4 separate regions of the Mus musculus genome follow, and all the other regions are linked to region 1. Evidence: chromatin contacts called from public promoter capture Hi-C data. All regions are on one chromosome and are shown on one strand. Each heading gives the region's core, a stretch centred on a gene start, on an enhancer-like site or on the middle of the called end of the contact. The rest is flanking DNA. Distances are from core to core; before and after follow the strand shown.

Evidence for each region. Promoter capture Hi-C pulls out the DNA fragments that hold promoters and counts their contacts.
Region 2: a contact with region 1 is called in a promoter capture Hi-C map of pre-B cells, with 8 times the contacts expected there. The contact joins the promoter of Gbp9 here to the promoter of Hsd17b11 in region 1. A contact is called at or near these places in 2 of 39 promoter capture datasets (the C10 cell line and pre-B cells) and 1 of 115 datasets of contacts at active chromatin or transcription factors (large pre-B cells).
Region 3: a contact with region 1 is called in a promoter capture Hi-C map of pre-B cells, with 4 times the contacts expected there. The contact joins the promoter of Arhgap24 here to the promoter of Hsd17b11 in region 1.
Region 4: a contact with region 1 is called in a promoter capture Hi-C map of liver, with 2.3 times the contacts expected there. The contact joins the promoter of Gbp6 here to the promoter of Hsd17b11 in region 1. A contact is called at or near these places in 3 of 39 promoter capture datasets (the 3T3-L1 cell line, 3T3-L1-derived adipocytes and liver) and 1 of 115 datasets of contacts at active chromatin or transcription factors (large pre-B cells).

What each region holds. Positions count from the first base shown.
Region 1 is chr5:104,020,238-104,023,297 of GRCm38.p6, reverse strand. It overlaps Hsd17b11 (hydroxysteroid (17-beta) dehydrogenase 11), which reads left to right and starts at 1,502. Exons shown (of 7, transcript NM_053262.3): 1 at 1,502-1,768. The coding sequence starts at 1,559.
Region 2 is chr5:105,108,905-105,111,604 of GRCm38.p6, reverse strand. It overlaps Gbp9 (guanylate-binding protein 9), which reads left to right and starts at 1,313. Exons shown (of 11, transcript NM_172777.4): 1 at 1,313-1,400.
Region 3 is chr5:102,480,112-102,482,872 of GRCm38.p6, reverse strand. It overlaps Arhgap24 (Rho GTPase activating protein 24), which reads right to left and starts at 1,482. Exons shown (of 10, transcript NM_029270.2): 1 at 1,011-1,482.
Region 4 is chr5:105,292,300-105,295,029 of GRCm38.p6, reverse strand. It overlaps Gbp6 (guanylate binding protein 6), which reads left to right and starts at 1,331. Exons shown (of 11, transcript NM_194336.2): 1 at 1,331-1,404.

The DNA.
Region 1 (3,060 bases), core at 253-2,752:
AGCAATGAGCTGACTTTAATATAATTTAATCTGGCTTAAATTGGCTCTGTAAACTGGAGGTGGAGAAATAACCTATCAGACTCCTGGAGAGGATAGGATACTTTTTCTCTGCCAACATCTATAGTTGTTGGAACAAGAAAGAAAGAAAAAAAAATAGAACCTTGTTGCCTAAAGTTACAAATAAAACTTAACAGAAGTAGCAAAGGGAGAGAGAATTATATTGGGATGATAGGAGACAGGAAGATAAAGAGCAAGCAAAGCAAGCCACATCCTCAGTGTCACAGGAGGAAAGTCAACGGATAACATTTATAGTTCATAAACCAACCACTCAACAGACAGGCTATTAGCTTGTTCCTGCTGCTAAATGAGGAGAAACTGCCTCAAAACAACCTGGGGAAGAGAGAGTTCCAGGCCAGCCAGAGCTACACAGAGGAATCCTGTCTCAAAAAGTGTGTACTGGGGACGAGAATGCTGGAGAGATGGCTATAGCTCTGTGGTTAAGAGCACTGTCCATTCTTCCTGTGGACAATGGTTCAATTCCCAGTGCCTACATGCAGGTTCACAGCTCCTAGTAACTTCAGTTCTAGGAAACCCAGAACCCTCATCTGCCCTTTCCCCACACCGGGAGCAAAAATAGTGTGCACACAGGCAGGCAAACCACCCACCATTCTTGAATATATGTTTTGTTTCTCGTTTTCAGATTCTCAGAGGCCGAGTGGGAGCTGGTTGCCCCGCTACACGGCTCTTCCCTGGGGAGATGGGTTTACTGCTTCTCCTAAAACTTGATTATGCCTTGGGAGGATACACCCCTCTGCCCTCCAGAAATGCTCAATTCAAATTAAAATGCGATGTAGGGTCATTTCTAATTCAGGAGCTTGGTTTTCCCTCTTGTGCTTTGTTTTGCTTGAAGGGTTGTTTGTTTTGTTATTAATTTTTGGTTAGCGTGCAAAGAAATGGGTTTGTGACTTTTATACACAAACGTGCCAGGTGTTCTAACCCGCCCCTCCCCCATAGCCGTCCTCCCATCCCCCTCTTGCTACTTCTCTTCCTTTCCCCAAAGAGTCCCCTTCCTTGTTTCCTGGTCCTTTAAGGTGTGGCTCCACATTTGCAACCCTTATGCAGAAACAGACAACTGTCCACCGCAGCCTGAGCACTGCTAGCACTTGCCCTTCATCCTTTACTGCGCAGCGTGACGACCTCTCCTCTCCTAGGTCTGCTGCAGACAGGGAGGGGATTTTTCCATTTTAGGAAAGCGTGAGGTAACTAGCCCTCCTAGGAGGAAGTCCGCGATAGCTATCAGGGTCGCACCGCCCTAGGGCTTGCCTCTGAACTTCGTCCCTCCCAGATTTCCAAGCCAGCGAGCAGTTGCTCTGACTGCAGTCCGAGCCAATGGCAAAAACCCTCCTGAAGCCCGGCCCCGCGGAAGGAATGGTTTCCGAGTTGTTTGTTTCTCTTTAATAGGGGAACTCTGCCTTGCTTAAGCTTTTACTCTGTGCGTAACCGACACCCTCCAGAGGCCGTTTAGGACCGGGAACGAGAGCACCGGGCCTCCAAAAGGATGAAGTATCTTCTTGACTTGATCCTGCTGCTGCCTTTGCTCATCGTCTTCAGCATTGAGTCTCTTGTCAAGCTTTTTATTCCCAAGAAGAAAAAATCTGTCGCCGGAGAGATCGTCCTGATCACCGGAGCTGGTCATGGGATTGGAAGACTGACTGCCTACGAATTTGCCAAACTTAACACCAAACTGGTTCTCTGGGATATCAATAAGGTAACCGCGCTTCGTCGCTGCCTTTTCTTTGTGGTCCACACTGGCAAACAACCACCCTTTATAGTTCTCTGTAGAGTCCATAGAGCATATAGTAACTATTCATATTTTTTCAGATTATAAGAGAGGCATAATTTGATATCTGTTAAGACCACACGATGAACGGACCTATGGACAATGAGAATCTTGGCTATCTCCCTTCGCTACATTAACACTACATTAAATCCATCCTGAAAGTGGCCTATAATCTCCTCCTACTGACCATCATAAACTTTTGGAAAATACAGCAGTTTTAGGTGCTATACCAAGAGTTAGATGTGTGCGGCTGTCAAGTCTCGTTTGCAGCTGCTGAGATGGGCTCGAAATGACACCCTACAGGGATCACCATTGCACTGCCAGTTGCCTACAGGAGTCATCTAAGTCACCTTATAGAAAAAATAGTTAAAAGTGAAATAACTTCAGTGCGGTCTCCTGTACCTTCAGGTTGAGGTGGGAGGTGAGTTAGAAGGAGCTAGCAGTGAAGTGTTGGTCTGGCTTTTGGTGGATGACAGAGGGAATCTGAAGGCATCTTCTGGCTTAGCGTGCCCCTCACTGCACTGTGTACATCCATTCTATAAACAAGAGGTCAAGGTTCATGAGATTAAATAAGAACTCTAACTCTAGAGTGATTGTGACAACAAGTAATCAGTGCTCCATAGTATCTACAGCCCAGATGGTAAGACCTGGTGGCAAACAGGAGATGGGCTACCTACGTCTGGTGGAGAAAACAGATAATTAGATATGTATACGATGGATTAACAATGCAAACTGGGCCAGCATGGGTCAGCTAGCCAAGGCCCAGCATAGGCATATGGTCAGGCATATGAAATGGGCTCTTTGCTTCTTAACTGAGAAAGACGAGGCTACCCAGGCTTTAGTTTTCAGAAGGCCAGGGAGATGGTAAGTTAATGTGTGAGGTGATTTAGCCAAGAGTCTAGCAGGTGGCACACAAACTAGTCTGAAATTTTATTCTTTAACAAGAATGGTTTGGGCTTATCGTTTCTAATATACACAATTTTCTCTAAAAAAGTGTGTTTATCCAAAAGAAAAAAATGTTTGATGACTCTTACTGCCTTCTGGACAGTATTATAATACAGAACTACAGATACCTGTGATGAAGCAGCCTTCATGAGCTAAAGACAGTCAACAGGCAACCTGTACTATAAAATGCACAATTGGGTGACATAGAAAAAGGAAGCATGAAAGGAGCTTGGGACTGTGGGGTAGGAAAGGCACACTGCAGGTCGTCTAGGCGG
Region 2 (2,700 bases), core at 64-2,563, 1.1 Mb before region 1:
TTCATGATGAATAGAGAGAGAGTTCACTGAAGTAGAATTAAGGTACCAGTTTACCTCCATGCTGCTGACCTGCTCCTTTGTCCCTTTATCACTCTGAGTTCTGCACCTAATGTCTAGGAGAATAAATTAAGGACCCTGAAGCTAGGTGCCTGGATATGGCCCAGTCTCCAAGGGGTACTCCCTTGTTTAATCCTTCCTGTGAAAACACAATGGATCACACTCTGCAGCTCTCCCCACTGCTTTGTGTTTCATCCTTTACAAATGGTGTTCAATCTCCCATCAGGGACAAAGTTCAGATCCCAAACTGGCTGCCTTCCTAAGAGCTCAGAAAATAAAGCTTCATTTTTAAGCTTCCACCTCTGAAGTGAGTTTTCTTAGCTGCTACCCTGAACACAACTCCTACTTACTATTCTTTAATTACTTCTTTAAAAACAGTTTTCAGAACAACTGTTGTGTTTTCTGAAAAAGAAAAAGAAGCCAGGGATATGTGTGGTGGAGGTGGGGTATGGTGAAGTGGAAGGTGGTATGGGGGGTGGGGGCATGCTGAGGCATCCTGTCCTCCTGAGGTACCAGCCACACAATTGTATAGTATAGAATAGAGTTTATTTTGGACATGGACAGGGGATTTGAAAGGGTAGTAGAGACAGAGAAAGAGGAACAGAGAGAGGGAGACAGGAAGCAGGGAGAGGACTTGAGAAAGAAGAGGGTAAGAAAGGAAGAGAGGAAGATCTCAGGGAGAGAGATTGAAAGAGAGAGAGAGAGAGAGAGAGGGAGAGAGAGAGGGCAGAGTGGACAAGCAGCCCTTTTTATAGTGAGTCATGCCCAGCTCGCTGTTGTCAGGAAACTGTGGGACAGAGTCCAGAAAGAAATGGCAACAGTTATGGTTCCTGTTTTAGAAAACACGTTTAAAACATTAAAGCTCTTCACTCAAAAAGCACCTGGAATTTCCCCTGAGAGAAGCACACGTGCAATCCTCCCAGATTGTGTCATTTCCACTGATAGGGGTCTGGGTTTACTGTGCTTTATCTGTGCCTAGAAGGCTGAGGAAACTGGAGATGGGTTCCAAAGAAAGAGAATGTAAACTCTTTCCACAGTGGAGGCCTGCTGTCCCTTGGCTGCAACACAGTTTCTCACTGACTTTTCTGACACTAAGCATCCTCTGACCTCCCCTTCCAGTCTTGGCCAAGTTAACAATGCCTTGGCTTACTTTACTTTCAGTTTTGTTTCTGCTGCATCCTGTGTGTGTGTGTGTGTGTGTGTGTGTGTGTGTGTGTGTGTGTGTGTGTGTGGTCAGCGCACATAAAAGAGGAACAAAGAGAGCAGGAGGGAGGAGAGCAGAAGTGAGCCTGAGGAGGCAGCAGCAGCTGAGAACTGCACTTGGACCTGTGCTGTGGGACCAGGTATATTTACTTTTCCTTTCTTTAAGGAGCAACTTAGTCTGGACCTCAGCTTGATTTCCAAGTCAAAGGGGCAACTGAGGGAGGGGGAAGGGAGGCAGATTATGAGCTCTCTGGTCTGCAGGGGGCTGTGGCTGGCTTTAGGTCTAAGAGGTCAGTTTCTTTCCTCTGACAAAGGACAGATACAAAGTTGTAGCCTGACACAGCTGGCTGCCCTGCTCTGTTGGAGAAGCTGTGGGAAGAGCCCTGGTCCTGCCTCAGCTGGGACCACAGCTACAGCTCCTGCCCTGGTTCACAGGCAGCTGTAGTCAGAGGGAAGTCTTTCTGTGGAGGAACCCTGTGAGGAAAATTCAGCACAAGAGCTTGGCAAACCTCTATCTCGAAATAACTTAGTTCCTACCTCACTGACTTTGAATTAAGTGTAAGAAAATAGTCCAGTTCTCTCTTGATGTTTATGTTGTATGAGATGTAGAGATCACGTAGTGCTATGTGCATTTTGTTTGGGCTGCTAGTCTTATTTCACATGGAACTAAGCTGCAGAGAGCCTGGTTTCTGGAATTAAGTGATGTCACCTGTATCTAACGTCTTAGGATTTTGCACATTCTCTTTTCTTGGCATAATGTCTTCATGCTCATGTGGGACTAAAGACAGGGCAGGGGAGGTAGGTTACTGTGTTGTCTGGTCTGCAGGGTCCATGGATAGCCTTAAGTATATGAAGGTCTATAAAGTAGTGTGCAGTAGAATTTTATTCCTTTTTTTTTTTTTTTTTTTTTGCTGAATAACATTCTATTGTGCATGCTATCAGACTGTGTTAATGTATGCATCTGTTGGTGATCTGTTGGTGGGAGACTGGGCTGTGTCCACATTGTGGGTATTGTAAATACAGATGCTATGATCAATACAGCTCAAAGGTCCATCCAAGTCCTTGTTTTCTAGTTTGTTTATGTTGTAATCAAAGAAGAGCTTTTAGGTCAAACATAACTATATATTATCTCAGAAGTCAGGACTGTTTCCTGTGAGGTAATATTCTGTGTTCTAGGCTGCAGAGTACAGACACCTGAGTTGTTTAAATTCCAGGTGACATGTATTTGTTTTTGCCTTGTGTGGTAGCTGTCCTTGTGTGTATGAAGTGATGCTTTGTGATTTGATTGGCACTTCCTCACTGTTTTTCAAAGCCACGTTATAATGAACACTGGGTCTGAAGAATTATTGAGCAACAAAACCAAGTAGCTCTTAAAATAACTTCATTTATGCTAAACCTGCAAACATCAGCAAACCTAAGCAAACAATTTCAAATAAATAT
Region 3 (2,761 bases), core at 233-2,732, 1.5 Mb after region 1:
ACTTCTTGACCTTAAGGGCTAGTTTTGAGCTCTAATTAGAGTCAGGGAACGAACGGATTGAATCTGCCTACCCATCTATCTCGGCAATCCTGTATAGCTTTTAAATACCACTGCAAATGTCCCCAGATTCGAATCAGTTTCTCTTATTTAGTAGTAGACCCAACAAGACAAAACTTTATACTTATGAGTAAGCAAAGCTTTTACACTTTGTATATTTCAGGCACCTCACCTGACTTTCTCATTTCCTTTTTGAAGAATGGGATGAAACAGTGATGTTTTGGAAGCTAAACGGGACTAATCTGTAATATGGTGAGTAAAGGGACAAAAACAAACACACTAGGGAGAGACTTACTCAGATGAGTTGGAACAGATTACAGTGGAGCCAGGAGCTGGGTCACTAGCCCATATTAGACAGCCTAGCATCTCAAAGGCATTCCGCCTAATAATCTCTCTTTGAGGACTTTCACAAGAAATACTGCTAAAGTTATCTTTAATAAGAATGTACTGCCTGCTTCTCTTTTAAAGTAGGTGGATACCTCCTCAAAATACTACTCCTTCAAGAAGTCTAAACCCATCTGTGTGTCTTAAAATCCACCGAAGATTACCACTTTCCGGTACAATAGTAACACAATATATACTGAAATCTACCTCCACACGCCAGTTGTCTAGGCAACTCTGAAACTAGCTAAAACATCAGCAGATGAAAGGAGAAGGTAGACGGCGGGAGTAGAGACTGTATCAGTTGCATTTGTTTTGTAAGTCAGAAACACAAGATGCCTGCTTGTTGTGTTTTACACGCAAGCGAGTGCTCTCGCGCGCGCGCGCACGCGCACACACACACACACACACACACACACACACACACACTGAACCAGTATGGTCCCAGCGTTGCTCCTGGCTCACAGCAGTTACCTCCCTATAGCCTGAAGCTGCTATCCACCCACCCTCCGGGTGGTTTCTCCCCCCCTCCCCCCAAGCCCCAGCTCCACAGCAGCAATCAAATCACCTACCCTGCCAGGGATGCCGGACCTACAAGGGATGGCTGGCGGCTGCTCCGATGTCCAGGCTCCTAGGACTGGCCTAAAGATGAGTTCCAGTCGGCAGGGTGCCCTTTACTTCCCAGGGCGAGCGCAGAACCCCATTCGCCAGGCCTGCGTGCTGCTCTCAGAGGAAGCCCGGGCAGCCCCAGAGCCACAGCTGCATGGAAAGTTGGGGGGGACTCCCCCAGCAGTCGCTGTCTCGCTCTAGTTCTGTCCCCTCTGCAGCCTGGGCGGCCCCGCGGCCCCGTGATTCCCTTCCGAGTCCCACCGGCTTTCTCTCACCCGGGCTGAATTGCCACATGCACTTGAGAAATCCTAGCAGTTGCGCAAAGAGTCAAGAAGTTAGAAAGAGTGATTGTGTGTGAATGTGTAAATATACAGTACAAGAGGCTGGAACAACTGAGTGGGGCCAGCCCGCAGACGCAGCCGGGTTTCGGGTTTCAGTTGGCAGCTGGCGGCTTCAGAGGACCCAAGCAGCACTGGTGGGGTGGCGGGAGCCCCGCCCTGCACGCCAGCCTCACCTCCAGAGCAATGCTGGGCGGGCGCCCCATCAGACACCACTGCCTGGGCCCTCTGCAGTTGGCTGCGTTCATTTCAGCCCAAATGCAGCATGAGGGCATGCTGCTCACAGATCTGTGGCTATGGGTGAGAGAATGTAAGGAACCCAAAGCCCCCACTCTTGTGTTCCTTCAGCAAGCCTCACACACTGGTTATGCGCGCCCTGCCACCATCTCTGCCAAATCTTATTTCTCCAGCTTAAGCTTTATTCCTAAAAACGTATTTAGATGAGTGTGCTCTAGTCAGGCATTTCGAGAGATGTTAAGTGTAATAAACCGTCTTGACATGCTTTTAGAGTTCTCAGAGCAAGGTGGCAAATATATTCCTGATATAGACTGCCCCAGCCCCCAGCCCCCAGCCCCCAGCCCTCCCCACTCCCACCCACTGAGCGCTTACTGTTCTAGGTGTTTGGCACTCTTAGGTTTCCTAAAGCCTGGTGTTTTGGATTTTGTCCTTTGGGATGTCCAGGCACATGCTCAGGCTGACGAGCATACAAGCCTGGATGGGCACGAATAGGTATTTTGCTTTTGTTGCCGTCAGGTTTCCGGGGCGGGGGTAGGGATGAGTCTGCTCCATCCCAGGCCGAGGTCCCACTAGAAAATTGATTTTTCTGGCAGGAGACACCTCAGCCCTTTAATGAATGAAATTAAGTTCGGGGGGGGGGGGAATAAGCTCTTTTGCCTGATCCTTTAAAATGTGTGTAGAACCCCTAGCCAGAAGCCATGTGGCCTGTGTTTCTAATTGGTGGGATAGATGACCTTCAGCGGCTCACAAGGCCTTGCATGTTGTAATGGCGGACTGTTAACACTGTCAAGTGACAGCCTGTGGGCAGTTCTAAATGAGAACTGCAAAACAATGAGATTAACCAAAATGAAATCTGCACACATTCCATGCCCTGAGAGCCCCTGGAAGACAAGTGTCAGTAGGTATGATTCAAGACTGTGACATTTCAAAAAGGCAAGACTGCTATTAGGTTGGGAGCCTACTTTCTGGTTATAACAAATGTTACCACAGCAATTCAGACCCAAGGTGACACAAATTAAACTCAGGGAGGCTGCCCGGCAGATCCCAGGCTGAGAGATTAAGATACATCCCATCCTTGTGTCCAAGGCCTTTGGCCTTCACACCTCTGTCTCCATCGTTTCCACTTGACACCATCTCAC
Region 4 (2,730 bases), core at 82-2,581, 1.3 Mb before region 1:
ATTTTTCAGCTTCCATCTCTGAAGTTTTCTTAGCTTCTATATTGAACACAACTCCTACTTACTATTCTTTAATTGCTTCTTTTAAAATCAGGTTTTAAAATTGACTGTTGTGTTTTATGAAAAGAAAAAGAAGTCAGGTATATGTTTGGTGGCTGTCTGGTGTCTTAGTTAGGGTTTTACTGCTGTGAACAGACACCATGACCAAGGCAAGTCTTATAAAAAAACAACATTTAATTGGGGCTGGGTTACAGGTTCAGAGGTTCAGTCCATTATCATCAAGGTGGGAGCATGGCAGCATCCAGGCAGGCGTGGCACAGGCAGAGATGAGAGTTCTATGTCTTCATCCAAAGGCTGCTAGTGGAAGACTGACTTCCAGGCAACTAGAGTGAGGATCTTAAGCCCACAACCACAGTGACACACCTATTCCAACCAGGTCACACCTATTCCAACAAGGCCACATCTCCAAATGGTGCCACCCTCTGGTCCAAGAATATACAAACGTCATACCTGGTATGTTGAGGTGAAAAGGGGTACCTCTGAGGGCCAGTGTTGAAGCATTACCTTCTTCCTGAGGTACCAGCCACACAATTGTATAGTATAGAATACAGTTTATTTAAGACATGGAGAGGGGAGTTGAGGGGTTAGTAGAGACAAAGAAAGAGGGATAGAGAGGGGAGGAAGGAGGAGGAGGGACAGAGAAGAAAGAGGGTAAAAAAGGAAGAGAGGACAATTGAGCAAGAGAGGGGGGTATGTGAGGGTACAAGCAGCCCCTTTTATAGTGAGTCATGCCCACCTGGCTGTTGCCAGGTAATTGTGGGGCAGCCCAGAAGAAATGGCAACAGGGATGGTTCCTGCTTTAGAAAACACATGTTTAAAACATTAAACATGTTTGATCAGAAAGCACTGGGAATTTCCCCTGAGAGAAGCACACTTGCAATACTCCCGGATTTTGTAATTTCCACTGATGGCTGCCTGGGTTTTACTGTGCTTTATCTGTGCCAAGAAGGCTGGAGGAAACTGGAAATGGGTTCCAAGGAAAGAGAAGGTAAACAGATTCCACAGTGGAGGCCTGCTGTCCCTTGGCTGCAACAGAGTATCACACTGGCTTTTCGGGATAGACAGGAACCTCTGACCTCCCTTTCCAGTCTTGGCCAAGTTAACATGGCCTATTTTATTTTACTTTCAGTTTTGTTTCTGCTGCAGCATGTGATTTCTTTTAACTCCTTCTCTCTCTCTCTCTCTCTCTCTCTCTCTCTCTCTCTCTCTCTCTCTCTCTCTGTGTGTGTGTGTGTGGTCAGCTTACATAAAAGAGGAGCAAAGAGAGCAGGAGGGAGGAGAGCAGAAGGGAGCCTGAGGAGGCAGCAGCAGCTGAGAACTGCACTTGGACCTGTGCTGTGGGACCAGGTATATTTACTTTTCCTTTCTTTAAGGAGCAACTTAGTCTGGACCTCAGCTTGATTTCCAAGTCAAAGGGGCAACTGAGGGAGGGGGAAGGGAGGCAGATTATGAGCTCTCTGGTCTGCAGGGGGCTGTGGCTGGCTTTAGGTCTAGGAGGTCAGTTTCTTTCCTCTGATAAAGGACAGATACAAAGTGGCAGCCTGACACTGCTGGCTGCCCTGCTCTGTTAGACAAACTATGGGAAGAGCCCTGGTCCTGCCTCAGCTGGGACCACAACAGCTCCTGCCCTGGTTCACAGGCAACTGTAGGCAGAGGAAAGTCTCTGTGGAGGAACCGTGTGAGGAAAACTCAGCACAAGAGCTTGGCAAACATCTATCTGGAAATAACTTAGTTCCTACCTCACTGACTTTGAATTAAGTGTAAGAAGATAATCCAGTTCTATATTGATGTTTATGTTGTATGTGAGATGTAGAGATTACGTAGTGCTATGTGCATTTTGTTTGGGCTGCTAGTCTTATTTCATACATGGAACTAAGCTGCAGAGAGCCTGGTTTCTGGAGTTAAGTGACGTCACCTGTATCTAACTTCTGGAGATTCTGCACATTCTCCTTCCTTGGCATAATGTCCTCATGCTCATCTGGGACTGAGGGCAGGGCAGGGGAGGCAGGTTATGTGTTGTCTGACCTGTAGGAGTCTGTGTCTAGCCTAAGTCTATTAAGGTCTACAAAGTTGTGTACAGTAGTTAATTTTATTCCCTTCTTTGGCTGAATAATATTCTATTGTGCACATTGTCAGACTGTGTTAATGTATGCATCTGTTGGTGATCTGTTGGTGGGAGTCTGGGCTGTCTCCACAATGTGGGTATTGTGAACACAGCTGCCATGATCACTACAGCTCAAAGGTCCATCCAAGTCCTTCTTTGCTATTTTGTTTGTGTTGTAATCAAAGAAGAGCTGTTAGATCAGACATAAGTATTGATTTTCTCAAAAGCGAGGACTGTTTCCCATGAGGTAATATTCTGTATTCTTAGCCACAGAGTACAGACACCTGAGTTGTCTAAATTCTGGGTTACATGGATTTGTTTTTGCTTTGTGTGGTAGCTGTCCTTGTGTGTATGGTTTGATTGGCACTTCCTCAATATTTGTCAAAGACATGTTATAAGAAACAATGGGTCTATAGAATTGTTGTGCAACAAAAACAAGTAGTTCTTAAAAATAACAGCATTCATGCTTAAACTGTAAACATCAGCAAAACTAAGTAAACAATTTCAAATAAATATGTATGTTAACCCAAAGCAAGCTTCAGCCTCAGTAAGCTCTAAGAAGCCAAATC